3 separate regions of the Ovis aries genome follow, and regions 1 and 2 are each linked to region 3. Evidence: chromatin contacts called from public Hi-C data. All regions are on one chromosome and are shown on one strand. Each heading gives the region's core, a stretch centred on a gene start, on an enhancer-like site or on the middle of the called end of the contact. The rest is flanking DNA. Distances are from core to core; before and after follow the strand shown.

Region 1 (2,880 bases), core at 227-2,726, 480 kb after region 3:
AGCCCTTTTCCATTGACAGGTAGCTTCTTTACCACTGAGCCTGGAGGGATGCCGCCAGACAGCATATATCAGGATAAAGGAAATATCAGGTAACTGCAGACTAGCCATGGCCGCATCCCATGCTCTGCACCTGGAACCCATATTCCAGTTCACAGGGAGCGACTTGACGTAAACCCTAATATTTCAGGTGAGGCAGCTGAGAGACCTGGAGATGCTAAGGCATGAAGACTTGGTCCAGTCTCAGAGCTAGTTGGGATTAAGGTGTGAAAAACCTCATCTAAGCCACACTTCTACAAGTGGGGTCCACAGACCACCAGCATCAGAACCTCCAAAGGTTTTAAAAGAAGCCTCAGTTCAGTTCAGTTCATTTCAGTAGCTCAGTCATGGCCAACTCTTTGCGACCCCATGAACTGCAGCACGCCAGGCCTCCCTGTCCATCACCAACGCCCAGAGTCCACCCAAACTCATGTGCATCGAGTTGGTGATGCTTTGGCTCCATCCCTTCATTCTTTCTGGAGTTATTTCTCCACTGATCTCCAGTAGCATACTGGGCACCTACCGATCTGGGGAGTTCCTCTTTCAGTATCCTCCCATTTTGCCTTTTCATACTGTTCATGGGGTTCTCAAGGCAAGAATACTGGTTTGCCATTCCCTTCTCCAGTGGACCACATTCTGTCAGACCTCTCCACCATGACCTGCCCGTCTTGGGTGGCCCCACATGGCATGGCTTAGTTTCAGTGAGTTAGACAAGGCTGTGGTCTGTGTGATTAGATTGACTAGTTTTCTGTGATTATGGTTTGCCCAGAAACTTGCATTTTCAACAAGTACCCTAGGTGATTTTTTAAAAATAAGTTTAAGAGGAGAGGAAGATGGGAGAGAGGTTCAAGAGGGAGGGGACATATGTGTACCTAGGCTGATTCATGTTGATGTTTGGCAGAAACCAATATGATATTGTAAAGCAATTATCCCTCAATTAAAAATAAATTTTAAATTACAACGCCGCCACCGAAAATGTCACTATCTTAATGGTTATGAAACAATTCAACAGCTCCTCCTCCTCCACCAGAGGCTGCAATTTTTATGGACCCAAACAGCTTTCAAATCCAAATAGCAACCAGGGCAGTGGGGGTGTATGTGTCCTCTAGGGTGGTGGTGGTGGGGTCATTGATAAAGAAAAATGGATCTTAGCCATGCAGAAGGCAACATGTAAAAAACAGTTTTTTAAAATTTTTATTTACTCATCTATATTGGACGGTGCTGGGTCTCCGCTGCTTTTCGTTGCTTGGCAGCAGCCCTGGGCTGCTCCTACTTCGCAGTGCACTGGGCTTCTTACTGCGGGGTCTTCTGTTTCGGATCACAGGCGGTAGGCGTGCAGGCGTCAGTAGTTCAGACACGCAGTCTCAGTAGCTGCGGGTCCTGGAACTAGCGGGCTTCGGTAGCTGCGGTGCACGGACTTAGCTGCTCCCATCTCAGAGTTAGCTGTTGCGCATCTCAGCCAACGCGGAAAGGAGACAGGTCTGACGGCCTTCCCCCGCGCCCCGCCCACACCGAAATCTGCAGGGGGTAGTTTTCCTGCGCAGTTGGGTAGCCTCTTAGGGGTGATGTGCAGCATGGATAGTGACAAGTCGATAATATGGACAGTGACCCCCATTTTCTCTCTCTTTCACTCATCAATGCTCCCTGCTTCTGGCCTGGCTGGAGCGGGAGGGCGGGGGCTCCGCCGGACCCAGAGCCTCTGGCTGGAGAGCGAGCGCCACCTGCTGGCCTCAGAAGCCCACTGGTTTTCAGTTCGTCTCTGGACAGAGGGGCCTTGCCGGCTGCGGGCTGCTGCTGCTGCTGCCAAGTCGCTTCAGTCGTGTCCGACTCCCTGCGGCCCCATAGACTGCAGCCCACCAGGCTCCCCGCCCCTGGGATTCTCAAGGCAAGAACACTGGAGTGGGTTGCCATTTCCTTCTCCAACGCATAAATGTGAAAAGTGAAAGTGAAGTCGCTCCGTCGTTTCCGACTCTTAGCGACCCCTTGGACTGCAGCCTACCAGGCTCCTCCGTCCGCGGGACTCTTTATAAGGTCGCAAAGACATGACTAAAGCGACTTAGCTCAGGCACGCACTATCCCTAAAGTCAGGGGGACAAAGATCCCATTCGTCTAATTCTTGGGTAAAGATGCTGTTGATTCTGCCTTTGATCTGTACAAGAGGTGCTGGGTCCTTGGGCCCTGAAATGAAATGAAAGTCGTTCAGTCATGTGCGACTCTTTGCGACCCCATGGACTGTATAGTCCATGGAATTCTCCTAGCCAGAATCCTGGAGTGGGTAGCCTTTCCCTTCTCCAGGGGATATTCCCGAGCCAGGGATCGAGCCCAGGTCTCCTGCATTGCGGGTGGATTCGTTACCAACTGAGCTATCAGGGAAGCCTCATGGGCTTCACTACTCTTCAGCAATATTCTTCACTATTGTTCAGCATTCTTGCCTTGAGAACCCCATGAACAGTACGAAAAGGCTTTACAGGATGCAATTATTAGAAACAATCTCCACCCCCAGTAAACTTATTAACACAGGCTCCTCTTTTGTTCAGGGTCTGGCACTCAGCACGTGTGCAGCGAGATCTAAACCCCCCCCCCCCCGCCCCGCCCCGCAACCTCTCCTGGGATGAATTCTCGTCCCAGAGAAAGGCTTTTTCATGAGTCTGTGGCCTAGAGACCAAAGGTGAGTTTGTCCTAAAGCTGTGATGGTTTGTAAGTTGTGGACTGAGATGATCGCTACACAGAAGACTGGGCATGTTGTTGTTCAGTTATGTCTGACTGTGAACTCACGGACTGCAGCCCACCAGCCTCCTCTGTCCTCCGCTGTCTCCAGGAATTTGCTCAAATTCATGTTCGTTG
Region 2 (2,730 bases), core at 215-2,714, 420 kb after region 3:
AGCACCCCTCTGTCCCCGGTCTGCCCAGCTCTCCAGTAGAGGTCTGTCTGACAAAAGATGGCCGTCCAACACGGGTGACGCTACCGCCACCCCGACTATCGTGGACGTGGGGAGAGGCGAGACGCTGACCCCGAGGAGAGTAGCCAGGATGGACAGAGCTCGCGGAGCACCCCCAGGCATGAGAGAGCTTTGAATGAACCCCCCTGAGGATCGCTTAGCTGGCGGGACTTGTGGTTGGGAAGATGCTGGAAGAGGTACCACATATTTGAAGAGCTTCTGAAGTCAAGTTCTGTTGTCAGAAACAAGCCGGGGGGAGCTGGTGGCGGGCATATGGCTGCGGCTTCTAACAGAGCTCGGAAGAGCCGCCCCATCCAGCCAGGGCGGGTGTTTGTACTCCATGTGCATGAAACATGTCTCGGGTGTCTGCTGTGCCCTTATTTGGGGGTAGGGTGTTGCGCCTTTCCTTGAGGGAGACGCAGAGTGAACACCCACAGGCGTGCAGGACCAATCAGTGATGGGCCCCGAAGAAAAGATCCCCTTGACATGAGTGGGCCAGGGAAAGGCAAATGTTGGGGGGAGGGCTGACACAGGGGATAGGCCGCGGCCCACCCAGCAGAGAGGGGCTGACATGGGAGGTGGGCTGCGGCCCACCCAGCAGAGAGGGGCTGACATGGGAGGTGGGCTGCAGCCCACCCAGCAGAGAGGGGCTGTTGGGTTGAAGGCACAACATGGGCAAGGGCCAAGGGTGCAGGGGACAGGGGGTGGGGTAGCGCCAGAGGCTGGGCTAAGGCGAGATGACCGCGTGCTGACGGTGGGGGTGGCCCAGGCTAGATGACATCGTGCTTTATTCCTTGGGGGTTGGGCTGGGGGATGGGATAAGTGTTTTAGGGGACGGGAAGGGGACCCAGTTGTGTCCTTCTCCTTGGGGACCCACCCAGCTGTGTTGTTGTCCCTTGTCACCTCCCAGCCTCCAAGCCACATGGCTGACAGGCAGTGCCCCCCACCCCCGCCCCACCCTTGGCCTGGCCCACCTTGGCAAGAGGGTGGGCGGCCTGCGAGGAGGCCCTGGGCTTTCTCTCCGTCCTGCCATGCTGGGTGGGGGTCGGATGGCTCCGGGTCTGTGCTGTGGCCCAGAGGGGTGGTCCCCAGGCCACGTGCACAGCCATGCTGACCTTCAGAGCTCCCCGGGGTCCTGCGTCTGGCCCGCTGCTGTGGCTCATCCCAGTTTTGTTTTTTTTTTCCAAAATGAAGATAGTCCTCATTAGAATTTCTGTTTGTGAAGATGGCAGATGCTCTTTTTACATCGTTATTTGCCAGTCCTGAGAAACAGCAGCAGAAGGCCCCCACTCCGGGCCCGTCTTCCAAAGCAGCCTGTGTTAGCGGTCAGCAGTGTAGACACCATGGATCTTCCTCCGTTCCCTGGGTTTGCCCTGCACTGTCTGTGGTCAGCTTCTCTCCCCGGAGCATGTGAGCAGGCGGCTCTGGGTCTGTGCAGAGCTGCCGCCCCCAGCTGGGCAGATGCTCTGGTCCTCCGTCTCCAGGAAAGCCGTGGCGCCCGGCCTCACCGTTACCAGCGCTGCTCCGGGGCAGGTCCCAGCCCTGCGACCCTGCAGGCTCACCCCTCTGTTTCGTGAAAGCATTCTGCCAGCTGCAGGCACCGTCCGGAGGAGGAGGAGCCAGCGTTGGCCGTGGCAGCAGAGTCACATTGAGGCGAGCAAGGCGCGAGAGTGACGGGGGATGATTTAAAAGCCCACCGGTGTCCATCTCTGTCTCTGCAGTGACCGGACTGAGTGGCCCCTGCTGGTGGGTGTGCACCCTTCTCGCCTCTTTGAGCCTTGGGTTCCCACGTCTGGGATTTCGTTTTGTTTTGTTAGAGTGAGAGGGCTTCCACAGGTGACTCAGGGGTAAAGAACCCGCCTGCCAATACGGGAGATGCAAACTCGATCCCTGGGTCAAGAAGATGCCCTGGAGAAGGAAATGGCAACCCACTGCAGTATTCTTGCCTGGGAAATCCCATATGCAGAGGAGCCTGGCAGGGTACAGTCCAGGGGCTCGCGGAAGAGTTGGATGCATCTAAGCGACTGAACACGCAGCAGCTGTGAGGCTGAGAAATGGCAGAGTGTGTTCTGTTTTTAAGGCATTGATGCTGCTTTTGGCACACTTTGTGGGTCTGGGGAAGAGTTTTCTGAGTGTGGTTGAAAATCCAGGTGAGAAACATTGCTGTGTATTTGTTCCAGGACTTGGGGACTACAGTGAGTGGAGGGGAGGGCTTGGCTCCTACTCGAGGACGGTAAGGATTTGGGTGACGGCCATCTCGTGTGTGTGTGTGTGTGTGTGTGTGTGCGCGCGCGTGCGCACGCACATGTGTGTGGAGGGTGGCAGACAGACCCCTCAGAAACCTAGCTCTGTAAGAACTGGAAATGTTTTCATTTAGCAACACTCTTTGGACGTAAGACTATTCTTCACTCTGGGAGTTACACCCTGAGGGAGCAGCAAGGAGTCTGCCCTCCGGGCTGGGAGGGAAGGACGGAGAGTTGGCTGGAACTGCAGGAGGAACCGGGCTGTGGACAGGGCGACCTCTCCTGAAGGGGCCTAAGCCAGCAATCAGAACTGGTCCTGGGGCCGCCAGGAGCGAAGCCGTCGAAGTGGGTGACCAGGAGTCACGGGTGGTGGCGGTGGGAGTCCAGGGGCGGGAGGGAAGGATGCTGTGGGCTCTCGGGGGGGAGTTTC
Region 3 (2,823 bases), core at 102-2,601:
TACTAACTGTCAGCCCGCTGTGTGGACAGGTACTAACTGTCAGCCCGTGCCTAAGTTTGGAGTCCCCTGAGGGCAGACTCAGTCACAAAGACTTGAGTACAAGATGACTCAGGAGGTTGGGGAGGGCAGTGGGGAAGGTCACAGAGACGCTAAGAAACCAAGAACAGGTGCACAGAGGCAGTGTTACCTCTGCAGGCAGCTGGGGACCGATCCCACATAGTCATGCGGACCATCCTTCCAGGGAGCCCCTCCCCCCAACCCATGGGGGTTTGTCCTGGAGGCTTTGGATGCCCAGAATTTCTGGGGTCCCTGGGTTTGAACTCTGCAAGGCCCACACTGCCAAGCAACGAAGTGGGCAGGACACAGCTAAGAAGCTATCAGCAGGCAGAGACCTGTCTACTATAGCTCAGTGATACACAGGTGCGTGAGGGTGTGTGTCTCGGGTGGGAGCTGGGTGGGCCACCAACAGTGTCTACCCCAGCTCGTTGGCATCAGTCCACATAAGCGTTTTGGTTATAGTGTTTATGCAGAACTTGTAGGTCAATCATATTCAGAGTGATAGAGAAAATATCTCTTGGGTGGGTCAGGAAAATAGGATTTTCTAAATTAAAAACGAAGGAAAACAGGGCTGCTTTTATGCACCACCTCTCTCCTAACTTGGACTTACTGACTAGCTGCCTTTCAGGATGCTTTGGGTGTGGACTTTTACCCCTTCTCTGGTCCCCTGCCCCAGCAAACCAGGGATCAGAAAGATGAGCGTGCCCTGGAATGCTCTGAAAGCATCTTTTTCTTTTGTCTTTTTTTCTGAGCACAATATCCTTCTGTCTGGCTCCCAGAAAGAGGGGCATGAGTAGGGTTGGAGTTAACATGAAAACAGCAGAAATCCAAACAGGAAAAGGTAATTTCATCTTATGAAATTCAAAATAGGCTTTCGTGGGACTAGGGCACTCCACAGCCCTGAGTGATGGCGAGAAAAGATTAGCCTCCCTTTCTGCAGCCTGGCTGGGCCCTGTGGGCACGGGCTGGCCTGGGAGGGGAGCCCACCCCTTGCTGCCTACGGGGCCTGGGAGGGCATAGGCAGAGGCAGTTTCTTCCCCTTCCCAGACCTGCCTGCTAGAGGAGGGCTTGTCTACTGAAGCTAGACAGTCTTAGAGAAGCTTCCTGGGCAGAGGCGTCCTGGCTCTGATTGCTTCTGGGGACTCGGGGCCCCAGACGTGGCTCAACACACGTCAGAAGCCTGGGGCCGTGGTCAGAGGAAGTGTGCTAGGTTTGAAGTGTGCTGGGTTTGAACGTTTGAGCCCCTCTGTTACCGAGGCCAGCAGGTCTGCTGCAGGCCCCACCACCGTGGCCTGAACAAGACTCCTCCACATCATGGAGGACAAGGCAGAGACTCAGGGAGGAAAACAGCTCTTTAAGAGCCAAGGGGATGCCACGTGGGAAAATACACAGCCCTGACCCGCTGGCAGAAGGCCTTCAGCTCCAGAGATAAGCAGAGCATGCAGGGAGGGGATAGAGATATCCTTATCCTAAGGGACAAGACCTCAGGTGGGAGCGGAGAAGCTGCCCTCCACCACCAGGGGGCACCCGCGGCCTTAGAGAGGAGCCAGTTGGGGCAGGGCTCCAGAAATAAAAAGGACTTTCAGTTTGTCTCAGTTCAGTCACTCAGTAATGTCCAACTCTCTGGGACCCCATCGACTGCAGCATGCCAGGCCTCCCTTTCCACCACCAACTCCCAGAGTTTATTCAGACTCACGCCCATTGAGTCAGTGATGCTATCCAACCACCTCATCCTCTGTCGTCCCCTTCTCCTCCTGCCTTCAGTCTTTCCCAGCATCAGGGTCTTTTCAAATGAGTCAGCTTTTCCCATCAGGTGGCCAAAGTATTGGAACTTGAGCTTGAGCATCAGTCCTTCTAATGAATATTCAGGACTGATTTCCTTTAGGACTGACTGGTTGGATCTCCTTGCAGTCCAAGGGACTCTCAAGTCTTCTCCAATGCCACAGTTCAAAAGCATCAATACTTTGGGGCTTAGTATTTATCCCCAAAGACTGAGCTCCTCCCAAAGGATTTTTAGATCTTGAATTAAACTGTTTAAAGGTAGATTAGACAGATAGTAAAGAATCTGCCTGCAATACAGGAAACCCAGGTTTGATCCCTGGGTTGGGAAGATCCCCTGGAGAAGAGAAGGGCAACCCACTCCAGTATTCTTGCCTGGAGAATCCCATGGACAGAAGAGTCTGGCAGGCTACAGTCCATGGGGTCACAAAGAGTTGGACTAACACACACACACACACAGACACACAAACTCACAGGTGTTTAGTGCTGGTGAGTATAATTTTCCCCAGTTAAATGCTTTGAATTGAGTGCTGTCAGAAAGTGGTTGGATATTTTCAGTACAAATTGTGTCTAGACTGAGCAAGGCTAAAGCCGAACATGGCAAAGAGAAGGCAGTCTTTCCTATTAGCCAGGATGCGGGGGCAAGAGAGGGTGCCATTCTGTGATTTGGACGTGCTCCTTCTCACCTGTCCAGATGTGACCATGGAGAGGTCTTGGTCTTGCTCCATCAAGGTCACAGACGGGCATTGTCTGATGGAGATGTCCTCACATGGAGAAGCCCAAGGTCAGCTCTGTGTGCCTGGTCAGCTCCCAATGTCAGGGGCTGCTCTCCAGCGAGACTCTGTAATAAAAAGACAGTAATGACATTAGCTGGCTAAGGACAAGCCTATCAGTGTAGTACATCAGAAGTGCACAAGCCAACTTTACTTCATAGGAAAAGGTCATCTCTTAAGAAGAAGAAACTATGAATCAAGTAGAAATGAAATC

What was found. Hi-C and Micro-C count contacts between places; a contact is called where the count stands out from the background.
Region 1: a Hi-C map of hypothalamus shows a contact between it and region 3, with 9 times the contacts expected there. The contact joins two enhancer-like sites. A contact is called at or near these places in 11 of 16 Hi-C or Micro-C datasets (hypothalamus, liver, mesenteric adipose tissue and 6 more).
Region 2: a contact with region 3 is called in a Hi-C map of hypothalamus, with 5 times the contacts expected there. The contact joins two enhancer-like sites. A contact is called at or near these places in 4 of 16 Hi-C or Micro-C datasets (hypothalamus, liver and tail adipose tissue).

Annotation. Positions count from the first base shown.
Region 1 is chr1:6,001,442-6,004,321 of ARS-UI_Ramb_v3.0, reverse strand. No RefSeq gene overlaps it. Among named protein-coding and RNA genes, the nearest start is that of SH3BP4, 140 kb to the left of the region's middle. Within about 2 kb of position 1,476, at least 4 of the 54 cell types and tissues checked have an H3K27ac peak or open chromatin away from gene starts, as enhancers often do. A contact at or near this core is called in hypothalamus, where this site is marked.
Region 2 is chr1:6,054,540-6,057,269 of ARS-UI_Ramb_v3.0, reverse strand. All of the region lies in intron 3 of SH3BP4 (SH3 domain binding protein 4), which reads left to right. Among named protein-coding and RNA genes, the nearest start is that of SH3BP4, 90 kb to the left of the region's middle. Within about 2 kb of position 1,464, at least 4 of the 54 cell types and tissues checked have an H3K27ac peak or open chromatin away from gene starts, as enhancers often do. A contact at or near this core is called in hypothalamus, where this site is marked.
Region 3 is chr1:6,477,414-6,480,236 of ARS-UI_Ramb_v3.0, reverse strand. It overlaps a transcript of SPP2 not described here. Among named protein-coding and RNA genes, the nearest start is that of ARL4C, 97 kb to the left of the region's middle. Within about 2 kb of position 1,351, at least 9 of the 54 cell types and tissues checked have an H3K27ac peak or open chromatin away from gene starts, as enhancers often do. A contact at or near this core is called in hypothalamus, where this site is marked.